Linked DNA regions of Mus musculus: region 2 is linked to region 1. Evidence: chromatin contacts called from public Hi-C data. All regions are on one chromosome and are shown on one strand. Each heading gives the region's core, a stretch centred on a gene start, on an enhancer-like site or on the middle of the called end of the contact. The rest is flanking DNA. Distances are from core to core; before and after follow the strand shown. Region 1 holds the start of Cflar (CASP8 and FADD-like apoptosis regulator). Region 2 holds the start of Cd28 (CD28 antigen).

Region 1 (6,551 bases), core at 3,178-5,677:
AAACAACAACAATAAAATTGTTTTTCGGCACTTTTGAGTCTCTTCTGGGACAATCACATATGTAGAAACTTGGGTTTGAGGTTGGGTGAACGAACACTCTGGCACATAAATTTTAAGAGTTTAAGAAATGACAGCTTATTGAGAGTGAGCGCCGAGGATACATTTTTATTTTTATTTATTTATTTAGTTTTTAATCAAAATGTATTGACAATCAGTTGGCCCTTTTCCTAAAAGGCTAGCGTTGGGCTGGAAACACTGTTTGCCCATTAAGATGAGGTCTTCCCAGCTCACAGGAGACTCTTCCTGGGGTCATACCCAGCCTCTGATACCCATAATCCCTCCTATCAGCCCTGTCATTACTTCATTCAGTGTAGAACAGCTGAGCTCTGTCTATGTCCAGGTTCCAAGGGTGATGCCTCTCATGCCACCAGTTCCACCTTGCTTCAGTGTAGGCTGCAAAGGGACAAACGGACATTCTCTGTGTGCCTATCTGCTGCAACTGGATAGTCATATGTCACCTGCTCAAGAGCTCTTGAGGCCTGAGCCTGGCAGGCACCTAGGGCCTACCACACACAGCTGACCGAAGGTGAGGGTTTGTCTCTCATCATAGTCTAACTCAGGCAGAGCGCTTGCACGGCTGAGGCAGAAGGGCAAATTCAAGGCCAGCTTGGGCTGGGGTAGATACTGATCCTGTCTTGGAAAAAGAAAATAAATTTGAGAGCTGGTGGCACACACCTTTGATTCCAGTGCTCAGCAGGCAGAGGCAGGTGGATTTCTGAGTTCGAGGCCAGCCTGGTCTAAAGAGTGAGTTCTAGGACAGCCAGGGCTACACAGAGAAACCCTGTCTGGGAAAGAAAACAAACAAAGTTAAAAAAAAAAAAAAAAAAAAAAGGTGAGCCAAGAAACAACTCTAAATGACTAAGAGAACACAGCTCAGCATTTATGACATTTGAAGCTTGGCTTGGCTTGAGTTAAAATTTCAACCAGGCAAATACACTTGTCCAGTTACACAAAAGCTCAGTTCAAAGACCAAAGCTGTACATATGATCACCATATGGAGCTTCTAAACATGCCTTTCAATATATAGAGAAGTTTTTCTAATTATAAAAAGTTCTCTTTGTCGTAAGAAACTCTGGAGCAAGCCAGGAAGCAACGCTTGTCTGTGGTCGCTCAAGCTTCCTGCCCTCCCTGCTTTTGATGATAAACAGTGGAACTGTGAGGGGTGGGGGAGGAAAGACTCTGAAACGGACAACTTGAGGAAATAAAGTAACAAAGTGTCCATCTGCTTCTTCTGATCCCCCTTGGTAGTCCTGACTTCTCGCCTATCTGGTCCTGAACGATTCTTTGACATTCCTGAAAGCAACCATGGTTAACGAGACTGATTCCACATTTAGGCTGAATGGTGGCCAGCTTGTTTGTGGAAAGCCTGGGCAGAGAGCAATTGCATCATTTCTCCAGGGTAAAGCCTTGTGCTATATATATAAAACCCCCTGTTCCCACCACAACATTTTAATAGGTTCCCTAGGCCTTTAAGCACACCCTTAACTATCTGTCAGATTAAAATAGTATGGCCTTGGGGTTTAAGCAGGGCATAAGTCAAGCATAAAACTTTTGTTCAGGTTTCAGTAGTCACTCAGCCATGGTTCTGTATGTAACTTGTTACTACTTTTGTGTTTCCTAATTAAAAGGGGGTAGGAGTGTCAGTCAGCAGAGAAATGCATACACTTTCATTTCCATCAGGGACTTTGATGGACCCCCTCCGTAACACCTAGAGGTGTTTGAGCAAGATATCTGTAAAGTGCCTACCTTTTAAACAAAGATCTAACTTTTAAAAAATGCTTTTCAGTCAAGCATGGCAGTGTGTACCCATAACTAAGGTAACAGAGAGGACCAGGAGTTCAAGGTTGGCCCAGGCTCCAGGAGACTCAGTCTCAAACAAAACCAAAAACTAAAGCTACAAGAGAAAAAAAGTATTTTTTAAAAGATCACAGAAATATAAGGCAAAGGGGGACTTTTAAACATGGAACATTTCACAGGTCCATGAAGCTCTGGTTCCCACTTGTAAAACAAGATCTTTGAAGGAAGTCACTTACTTCAAAGCACACTAAACCTTGAAAGTAGTTAAAGCAAGTGGAGTTTTCAATCACACTGAAAAACTGAGGTGGGCTGGAGAGATGGCTCATCGGTTAAGAGCACTGACTGCTCTTCTTCTAGAGGTCCTGAGTTCAATTCCCAGCAACCACATGGTGGCTCACAACCATCTGTAATGGGATCTAATGCCCTCTTCTGGTGTGTCTGAAGACAGCTACATTTTATTCACATACATCAAATAAACAAATAAGTAAATAAAAACTGAGGTATTAAATGTAGATCAAAAACTGTGAAAGACCTGGGTGCAGGAGCTCATGTCAGTAATCTTCGCGCTTGGGAAGCTGAGGAGGATTTGGAGAATTCAAGGCCAATCTGTGCTGCGTGGTGAGTTGCAAACCAGCCTGGGCTATAGTGAAGTGCTGTCTTCAAAATCAGAAGATACAGCCGGGTGTGGTGGCGCACGCCTTTAGTCCCAGCACTTGGGAGGCAGAGGCAGGCGGATTTCTGAGTTTGAGGCCAGCCTGGTCTACAGAGTGAGTTCCAGGACAGCCAGGCCTACACAGAGAAACCCTGTCTCGAAAAAAAAACAAAAAACAAACAAAAAAATCAGAAGATACCACAGTCTTCTTCAACTGAAGAGTTCAATGCAGAACACAGTCTCGAATAAGTGGTAAATCTGATACCGAGTTGGCAGAACTTAATTCTTTCAATGTGTTCAACCAAAGAAACCCCAGAAAGAGGAAAATAATGAAGCTAAGATTTGTTGTTGTTGTCTTTGTTGTTGTTGTTGTTGTTGTTGTTTTCTGGCATTAAATGGACAAAGAAAAAGTGGCTATGAGTACAGATCATCGAATGAGCATAAATATAGAATAAGGTACAAAGAGCAGAAAGAGTTCAATTTTACCTAGAAAGACAAGGGCACACAGACAGACAGACACACACACACACACAGTCTTTTTCTTTCAATAGTGACACAAAGGAAGAAATTGTTCCCCAAAGCTAAGAATTGAAGAGGGAGGAGAAAGAAAGAAAAAAAAAGAGCCAATGAAACAAATCCAAGTGGCCACTGCACAAGATGGGGAAGGAGGGGAAACTAGGATGGAAACAGAAAAACAACACCACAAACATCTGTTCTGAAAGACTGTTTGGAGAAAGAATACGAAAAGGAGCTGGATGGCTGGGGCCAAGGGAAGATTCCCAATTTTTTTAAAGGCAACCAAAAGACTGTATTTGAGTACACCAATGTATGTGACTAGAACCAGCCACCTCTGGCTGTCGCTAGGGAATGGACTCGTGGGAGGTGGGGGCAGTGTCTGTATTTACTTTGCAGGTATATTTTATTTATATTATAACTTGCCTGAAAGGTTTTGGATATTAAAATGCAATGCAAAATAAGAAGTAAAATCCTTAGTAAGGAGCAAGACAGCTGCCCCAGGTGGGGTGTCAAGTCTTCCCAGAGGTGAAGGTCAGCTAGGGCGTCATAACACAGGTAGTGCTTCTTGTTTCTGAGATTTAAGAGAAATAATGCTTTGAGTATAGGAAGGCCCTGGGCCAAACCCTCACTGCCTCACTCTTGGCCAGCAGGCTTCTTGCCAGGATAAGCTGTCCTTGAGCTTTGTCCAGGCAGCCTCTACGCTGGGATTATAGAAACAAACAAAAAACACCCAAGTACCTTGTTCGAAATTTCACGCCATCCAGAGTCACACACTAAATTAACAAGGAGGCATTTGAGTCCAGTAACAAGTTTAATTTAATAAGTCTTTGGCTCTCTTCAAGAAAGACTTGGATTTGAATGTGCCACAAGTCTGGAGGTGCTGTGAGTGGATCCCCAAAAAGCACAGAAGGAACCAAGAGTGGAAGATAGGAAACGAACACTTTCCTACATTAATCAGGAGTCAGCTCTCCAACTTCCCAAGTCCCTTTGGGAACTGCAAGAATAGGAGGGGTTCTGGGATTACTCACACCGGGCGGTCGCCGGCCCATCCCACTCAACAACGGCTTTGTCGCCTGTCTTCGCTGGAGACCACCAGAAAACTGGATCGAACGAGACACTGGAAAGAACACAGAGAGGAGCAGACTCTTCAGTAGGCGTCCAGGAAAGTTAGCCTGCGGAGCTGGCCCAAGCTGCTAGCCAGGTGACGCGCCCAGCGAGCCCAACAGGTTCAGGAATGAGATGCGACCGCTCTCTCCCAGCGATAAGGACGTCCCCAGAGTACTCTTGCGGGGGCAGAATCGCGAGTGTGAGCAAAGAGAAGGGCTCCGAGAAGATGAGAATGGCCGCCATTTCACCAAAACTGAATCGAGGCCATTGCTGAATTCCACAATCCTAACAAGAGGGCGGAGGAAAGTTACAGGAAGCCAGAGAGGAAGCCAACTTCCGCCTCTAGGGGCGAAACTGACCAGTCAAGGCTCAAAAAAAAAAAAAAAAAAAAAAAAAAGAAAGAAAACCCCAAAGACCGCACATACCCCAAATCCCGCCCCCCATGCTACTTCTCTGAAGGAAGGAAACACCCCACTTCCCACCCACCCACCCCCCACCCGGGTTTCTCGCAGCTTGGGAAACTAGGTTAGCAAGTGGTGACTTGCTAAAGAATTAAATGTCATCAAAAACAATGTACAACATAAAACTTCTGGAAAAATCCATTGAAGCTGAGTGTGGTGGTGTACGCCCAGCTTTGGGGGCGGGCGGGGGTGGGGTCGGCTGCTGAGAGAAGATTTTAGCGGTCAAATCGCTTGCTTACCCAAAGCCTCCACCTCCGCGCCCCACCCCGCCCCCCACCCCCCACCCCCCCCCCACTCCCCCCCCCCGCTCCAGCTGCCAAGTGAGGTCTCTGCCTTCAGAAACCCTGTGCTCTGGACATTGGTCACTGAATACACACAGTACCTAAGTGTCATCCCAGCTGGTTGGAATAAAGACTTTCAATAGGCTATGAACTTTGGCTACGTGGTTATCTCTGGTGGACTCCCAGGAACAGTGACTAATAGCGACATACTCTCTAATCCTAGTAATCCAATCAGGAGGCAGACACAGGTGGATCTCTGCACAGTCTAGGGCAGCCTGGGCTACACAGTGAGTTTAAGGAGAGCCAGGGCTGTATAGAGAATAGAGTCCTGTCTCAGAATACCAAAAAATAAAATAAAAAAATAATTTGCTTACAAACCAAGCTTGTTTGTGATACCAGAGAGCTGAGCTTTCTGCTTTGTTCAGAACCTTTTGTAAACTAGGAGGTCGACCTTTTATCTAAAATCTCTTCTTAGGTTTTAAATTTTAGATCATCCCTATTGGTCAAGGCCTGACATATGACACTCCCTTCTGGCCCCACCCCTTTTACTGTTAAAAAATTTTTTTTCGAAGGTTACCTGAACCCGGAGGATTTAATTAGACTCCTTGAATTTACTTCCAGCGAACTTGTCCACCAAAAGAGAGAGAGAGAGAGAGAGAGAGAGAGAGAGGGAGGGAGAGAGAGAGAGAGAGAGAGAGAGAGAGAGAGAGAGAGAGAGAGAACCAACTTTTCGAAAGGAAAGCTGGAAACTGGACAGTTCAACTCCAGGAAATGAGTAATTCTCTAGATGTTTTGTGCTTGACTAATTGTGGCTCGGCCAGCAAAGTTAATCTTTAGTTTTCCGACAGGAACACAGGAATGCTCCCCCTTGGGGGTTTATGGGTGCTCCCTCCAGTCCTCAATGCAGTCACTACAGCTCCGGGGTGCCTTAGGGTCATTAAGGGTCACTTCCCTGAAGATCCCATCCCCTGAACACACCAGGCCTCCTTGAACTGGGAGTTGTTGCCACCTGTGGTCGCCCTGAGCCCTGGTTCTTACCCAGCCAGCAAAGCCAGTAAAGGAGCTACAGTCCTCCGCGCCCTCCCGGGCTCCGCCCGCCATCCCCTGTGCGCCAGCGCCGGCGCCGGACTCGTAGCGACCTCCTTGCCGGGCTAGAACGCGCACGGCACAGCGGCCCGGGACTTAGGGTCCCAGGCTCGCGCAGCGTCGCGAGTAGCGCGCCAGTTACACCGCGCAGGTCACGTACCTGTCCGGCCCTAAGTGGCCGCTTGAGAGGCTCAGGTCTCAGAGACTTCGCTGCGTGCTTTAGGGTCCGCAAAATGGAGACGCCCAGAAACCGAAAGCAGACGTGGCAGCAGGCGCAGCGTCTCTGAGCCCTGGCTCGCATCCTGGGCCGGGTTTTTAGCAAAGACAAAGGTCTTCCGAGCAGTCAGCATAGAGGCCGAAAAGCATTCTCTCCAGACCCTTACTTGACTTTATAAAGACAAAAAAAAGTCTTTGGCTAGATACACTTTTAAATACAGAAAAACACAAATAAAATAACAAATATCTTTATTTCTACCAGTCTGAACATGTAGGCTTCCTTTTTTATCCGGTGGAGCCGCTCCAGTGGAAGGAGACAAAGTATCAACACATTTTCTGTGTTACTCTCTTGGAGGCCTTGTGGTGGAAGAGGAC
Region 2 (7,214 bases), core at 4,129-6,628, 2.0 Mb before region 1:
ACATTAAATTAGTGTGGATAGAATGCTATTCATAATTGACCTAAGACTGAAAAAAAAAAAACCTAAGGTTTTACGATTCTCCCCTTTACTTTATCACATCTTGAAGTGTTTTTTCTTTTTTTAACCTGTCACAGGAACCAGACTATCCTGCACATAGAAGATTCTCAATAAATGCCTCCCGAAGGAGTGCATGAATGAGAACTTATCTTGCCAAAGTACATGGTCAAGCCAGACACTTAATAGCACTCTGGTTTGGGGGTCCCTGAAGTGTCGCAACAGAAGAAAACATTCTCCTCCTATGTGCCCTTCCACACTTAAACCCTGAGGATAGAACCAATGTGTTTCAGCTAGACCCCTGCTGATCTCCAATTATGTATTAGTATCACTCAATATCAAAGACGGTTACCAGGTCCCAAACAAGCTGCAAATACATCTAAGTGATGTTCTGGCTCTTCCTCCTCAGCAAGAAAACCACAACCTTCTAATTGATCACTGATTAAAAAATCGAAATGTTGACTCTGGAGAGATAGGTCAGTTGGTAAAGTATTTGCTGTGCAAGCAGGAGGAACTGAGTTCAATGACCAGAAGTCATATTTTAAAAACTAGCTGTGATGGCATCCACTTGTAATCCCAGTACCAGGGAGGCAGAGATAAGCACATCCCTAGTATTTAGTGGGCTGCCAACGAAGCCTACTAGGCAAGATCTCGAAACAGAGAGAATTCAAAAACCAAAAACAAACAAATAAGAAATGGTGGTCAGCACCACAGAAATGGAACCTGAGGCTGCCCTCTGCTTCCACACTCATGCACACATGCACCTGTAAATACACAAACACACAACAAAACACAAAGGTGAAAGGTTGAAAATTCAAACACCCGCCTAATTTCTCGACCAGTATCATTGTTACAATGAGGGGCATGTCAATAAATCAGATGTCTAGATGAACAGATGGATGATGAAGATACTTAAATGTTTTGATTATACATTATATGGTCAATTATGAGCCAACAACGTAATTCAGAAGCTGTGGAAAGGATTTCAAGATTAGATTAGAGACTAATGTGAACTATAAGTAATTCTGAATGACATCGGTAACCTGGTTACCTTGTCAACCAACATCCTAGAGATAATGATAATGGTGGCGGCGAGGAGATGATGGTAACCATGATGTGAAGATAAAGAAGCTCGAAGTTAAGCAAAAAGCTCTCCACCGACATGAAGTGTCTCTTACTCATGAAGATACAATTTGCATAATGATACAAAGGGGAAAAAAAAACATGGGACCAGTTACATTAGCAATAAATCACTAAAGGCAGAGAAAACACTCCCTTTCTGAGTCTCTGCCAAGAAACTGAGGACTTCTTGATCCCACCCAGCAAACCTCTCTTCTACAGCTTAAGGCTGTCAAACTGAGAGTCACAAGCAAAAAAAGAAACAAGAAAACCTACCTTGTGAATGCTTTCCCCTCACCCCTCAGGCCTTAATGCTCCCCACCCCAGCCTGCTCCCCCAGCTTCAGGGACTAATTGCCACTCACCAAGTCTCCTGATAAAAGCTCTGGGTATGTTGAGCATTTGTTGTTTTGGTCCTCTTCCTTGGTTGGTTAACTAGTTGATTGGGTGTGTGGGTGGGTGGTGGTCGAGCTATAACCACATCACTACCCAGAGAGTCCAAAGAAAGCCTCACCTGACTTAGAGAGCTGGACACCCCTCCAGTGAGTCACAAAAACACCCAGGTCATTTCTCTTCGAGTTTGACTAAACTCTCAACAGAAAAATTCAAACATCTGTGAATAAATTTCTTAAGGAAAAAAGCAAACTATAATTTAGCTGAGAGGAGAGGAGAAAAGGATTTATCCCTGTCAACCCGCCTGCTATGAGGTAATGGTGCTTTCTGGGAGTTCCTTGTCTTCTAGTCACGACAAGTGAACCCTGTTGTCCCCACCAATGCCTGTGAAGGTGAACAAAAAGAACAATGCTTTAGATGATAAACCACAAATGAAATTTGCTTCTGGAATCTTAGTGGCATAATTTTTTTCACTTGGTCAAGGTCAGCACACTGCCAACTAAGAAGTACTTGAAGGAAGATATCGACACACAACAGTCATGGTAATTACAGGGAATTTCTTCACTCGTGAAAATAGAAAAGGGGGTCATTAGATAGAAGAGTCCATATCTAAGGAAGGGAGGCAATGAGAGCCCTTCCCCCACCGCAAAAGTTTGCATGCCTGCTCTTCACAGCAACTCTCACAGATTCGTTTCTTCTGATCTGCCTGTGGCGATGACTCATTCTGCTTCTTGGAATTGATAAATCAATATTAATTTTAAAACTCCTTGCTATTAAAGTCTCTGCTAGATGGGTTGCCTTTAAAAGAGGGTAGTTGGGGGAGGGGACACTAAAAAGATAGTGTATTAATTAAGAGCATGGTAGTGAACCAAATTCTTAGCAAATCCTGTATTTTGGAAGTAGCTATCAGATGTACTTCAAATGCCAGAATGCCTGGTCAGTTTTTAACAATCAGAAGAGCTGGCCACGATGCATCAGAATCAGTGCAAAGGCAGCAGCCTGCAGATTACATCACATTCCTCCGCACTCATCTTTTCTTATCTTACTTTGCAAGCCCAGCCTCAGAGCGACACTTAACTGTGAGAAGCCAATTATTTTTCTGTGCATCTACCACAGAGGAAGTCATTTGCCAAAGATCGGGCAAGAATACAGTTTTTAATTACTCTACTTTGTAGATATGACTTTTTATTAAATGCCAATCATTTTTCCATGCCTCACTATGGAAAAGGAGTTCTGAGGGGAATGCAGAATCAGTGGAGAAGTCATTCATGTTCAACCTGGCCACTTGGGCATGCTCTATCCACTACGATTTGGGGAGAAATGAAAAGAAGTGCTCTCACGGAAAAGTAAACAGGTATTTCCTGAGTTTAGTCTCTAGACTACATGGTCAGTTTGCTGAAAAACTAACAAAAGGCTAGGATAGATAGATAGATAGATAGATAGATAGATAGATAGATAGATAGATAGATAGATAGATAGATAGATAACCAATGATGCATGTTATCTACCCACCCCCACTATCAACCACAAATGATTATTCTCTCAGGAACCTGCAGCTATGAGCTGGACTTACACTCCAAAACCCAACAGAATCCGGTCTTTTAAGATCTCAGGAGCACTATTATCCAACATGCATACAAAACATGTAACTTTAGCAGAAGAAGCATCTAAGGTACAGCTTCCTAACCCTTCCTGTATCAGACTTCTTTAATTGAGCCATAATGATCTTTCTGCTGTATCACTCAAGCCATGAGAATCAGGTTGCACTTAAGCATCATCAAGTAAGTGCATTAATGCATGCTGTGAACCAATGAGTCAAAATTATTCAATTAATGAATCTAAAGACCTGCCCCTAACACACAGGCACATTTTAATGCAGTTACATGTCTCATGTAGCCCAGGTTAGCCTCATACTTGTTATGTAGCCAAGGATAACTTTGATCATTCTGATTCTCCTGCCTCTACTGGATTATAGGAATGTGCTACCATGCCTGTTTTATGCTGTGCTGTGATCAAACCCAGGGTTTCATGTACGATAGATAAGTGCTATGCCAACTGTACTACATCCCCAGCCCAAGACAGTAACATTTGACCAGGGAGTTTCCTTGTGTGAGATGGTGGACATGAAGAGAGAAATGAAAAGCATACAAAAGGCTTCACATCCTTTTCCATGGGTCACACATCTTTGCATTTGCAATTATCTTCCTTTCCTTTTAACTTCTTTCTCTTCAGCTTCCTACCTCTACCCCATCCTACTTTTTCAATGGCTGCTTGGCATCAAATCCTAAGACGTAGTAGGAAAATGTATTGGTATCTATGAAGCAAAACCTATCTTAAGGTAAATAAAACTAACGACCTGCACACATGTGAACTTGCCAACTTCTCTTTTAGCTAACCCCTGTAAAGATTCTAAACAGTGAAACATACAAAGCTTTGAGTCCAACCCAAAAAGTTTCCAAAGAAAATACATGAGTTTATAACAAATGGCTGTCCACAGAGGGCATCAGAAAAGCATTCTGTGTAAAATCACTAATGTTGCATGACTTTCAACAAGGGTAAGGCTTTACTATCTAGTAAATTAAGGTGTCTTAAGTATTCCTTTAAAAGAAAGTTAAGATCCCTTAAACATGATATACAGAAACCTTTAAACATAAATTTTAAAGATTCTTTAGCTGTAAATATGTGTTGCCAAATACTGGAGACCTGCATCCTCTGGAGAAATTATTGAACATTCTCTTCAATAGATGGCCTCCTTCCAATGGTCTCTTCATTTGGAATGGAGTTTATGACAATAAATAGCTCTTACTCATGAGAACCAAAGGTTGTTTAGGGTAAGAACTTTCTAATTGATAAATATATAGCCTCCTTGCCATTGCTATTGGGAACTTGAAGGATTTTAACCTAAATAAACATATTTCAACCAACAGTAAAAGGAAACTTACTGGTGTCTATACCAGCTTTTGTGCTTACTTCAGGATTCTTCTTGGCACTCGCTGAATTCAGGTAGACATACTACTTACATGAACACCATGTTTACTGCTCAAGCCTGAACTAAGACCTCCACAATGTCTATTTCATTTTATCTCACAATGAAATTGAGGTGATGCTCATTTAGGGTCCCGTTTTACAGAGATTTAGGTAGTAAATCCTGCTCCAAACGCCACTAGGGAGAATTGAGATATGAGCCCAGGCAATCTAATCCAAGACCTCTAGAATTTACCTACTCTCTTACTTATCACAGTTTTATAGGATGTAAAAAGTAGAATCCTGACTGGGCGGTGGTGTCACATGCCTTTAATCCTTGTACTCAGGAGGCAGAGGCAGTTAAATCTCTGAATTCGAGGACAGCCTGGTCTACAAAGTGAGTTCCAGGACAGCCAGGGCTATACAGAGAAACCCTATCTCAAAACAAAACAATAAATAAAATTCTGAATATAAAAGTTCTTGGGACTAGTTGTTAAATAAAATGTTACTTCTTCCCAAAGAACTTGTGTTAAAGTTCTATTTGCTGTATTATGAGAATTAGCTAGTTTCTAAATAGTAGCTTGTCAAATTAGCACAAAACTCTAAATGCATTCAAGTTTCACAGGTCACTACAGTTTTAAAATAAACCATGCTGGTCATGAGAACACAAATGAAAACAGGGGGAAAAATGGTATCAAAATTGCTTACCTGTTACTTGAACTGAGAAGAAGTTGAGAGCCAAGAACAGCAGCCTGAGTGTCATTGTTCTGATGAGGGCCAGGGCTGCAGCCCCTCCTCTGTGAGCAAGGCAGAGTGTGGTGTGAACTGAAGTCACATCTGCCAAGGTCTATGACTCTCTGCCATCCAGGGCCACTTTACAGGGCACATGATCAAGGGACTCAAACCACAAGGCTTCGTGACTTTCACACAGGATATTACATTGTTTTTGATGACTTGACTTTTACTTCTTTTAGCAACCAGTCCTTTTTTTCTTTTTTCTTTTTTGGGAGGCGGGGGGGGGGGGTACTGAAGAGAGTGTCAGCCACCACCAGATAATGTGCTCAGGAGAGTCATGCTGATGAGCATCGGAGCTGTGAAATGTGGGCGCTTAGGGCCCAGCAACAACAAAAGCAGACAAACAAGGCATTCTAAAGAAGAGAGAAAAACCTCTCTCAGAAGACAAACTCTTACAGACGAATCCAAAATACAAGGCTGTGTGGGAAGCTGAGAGATTTCTATGCACGTGTTTAAATTCTGCATAAACGTTATGAGATTGAAGTTTGAAATAATCTTAAGGCGATCCTATGGAGTGTATGTATAACTCACTTCTACCAATTTTGAAAACCGCTTCCAAGTACACACTTGGCAAGCACCCAGGCATCTGAGCAGCTGCAGAAATTTCCAGAGCAAAGAGGAAGTCATAAAAACACCATATTTTCTTAGGGAAACAGGAGGTAAACGAAACACCCTTGCTACCTCATGTTCCCTATGTCCCTCAAAGAAACATTTCAAACAGCAGACCATTGGAAGATTCACCACAGAGACACCCGGGGCCTTTGTAACCAGCTCTCCACACCTCTCCCCAACTCCTGGGCCTTCTGTAGACAGGGCTAGCCCACCAGCATGGCCAGCTCCACATTCCTCTTCTAGAGCCATCCTGGATCCCCCTGGTCAGCATCTGTACTCAACAGCTTCCCTGATAGTCTGACTCTTATAGAAGCTATAATCATCGGAGTTTGTGGTTATATGTATCTCATACACATTAGCTTTCTCAAAACTTTCTTGGTGATTTTTTTTCTTTCTTTTCTGATAATCTGAGCTTTGTGAAACCAGCCTCATTTGTGATTTTGTGTATATTTAAAAGAATGATTTATATTTTTTATTCTGAATACAAAAGTGAGCTATATTGCATACGTAAAAAAATTTAGAAAAAAATATAAGCATAAAGTCAAGGTTTACCTATATTCTTACCGAATTATAAAAATACTTAATATTTGAGCCATTACTTTCCATGTTGTTTTGTTTATAGTTTTCAATAGATATGTTATCAATTGTTAATTTCTAAGGCATCCATATATGATATAAATATTTTTATTACATTTTAGCTGGTATATAAAACTTAAATATTAAACGTATCAGTCAAATACCATATGATGTTTTATAGGCATATATACATATTTTATTTTTCGAGACAGGGTTTCTTTGTGTAGTCCTGGCTGTCCTGGAACTCGCTCTGTAGATCAGGCTGGCCTCAAACTTGTAATCCTCTTGACACAACCTCTTAAATGCTAGTATTATAGATGTGGACCATAATACCCGATTCTACTCTCTGATTCTAGGCAATGAATGTTTTTTTGTTTTGTTTTGGTTTGTTTGTTTGTTTTTTTATCTTCAATTGGATGAAATTATGTGATACTTGTCTTTGTGTAGCTGACTTCTCTCTCAATGGCAGTATACAGAATAGAAAAAGATTTTCACAAAATTCACATCTGACAGAGGGCTAACATCCAAAATATTTAAAGAACTCAAGAAACTAGACATCAGCAAACTAAATAATTTAACTTTAAAATGGGATACAGGTCTAAGCAGAGAATTCTCAACAGAGGAATTTCAAATGGGTGAGAAACACTTAGAAATGGTCAGTGTCCTTAGCCATCCAGGAAATGCAAATCAAAACAACTTTTG

What was found. A called contact is a pair of places that touch in the nucleus more often than the background predicts.
Region 2: a contact with region 1 is called in a Hi-C map of memory CD8 T cells, with 8 times the contacts expected there. The contact joins the promoter of Cd28 here to the promoter of Cflar in region 1. A contact is called at or near these places in 2 of 484 Hi-C or Micro-C datasets (CD8 T cells and memory CD8 T cells).

Annotation. Positions count from the first base shown.
Region 1 is chr1:58,711,162-58,717,712 of GRCm38.p6, reverse strand. It overlaps Cflar (CASP8 and FADD-like apoptosis regulator), which reads right to left and starts at 4,427. Exons shown (of 10, transcript NM_207653.6): 1 at 4,054-4,427.
Region 2 is chr1:60,744,552-60,751,765 of GRCm38.p6, reverse strand. It overlaps Cd28 (CD28 antigen), which reads right to left and starts at 5,378. Exons shown (of 4, transcript NM_007642.4): 1 at 5,238-5,378. The coding sequence starts at 5,292.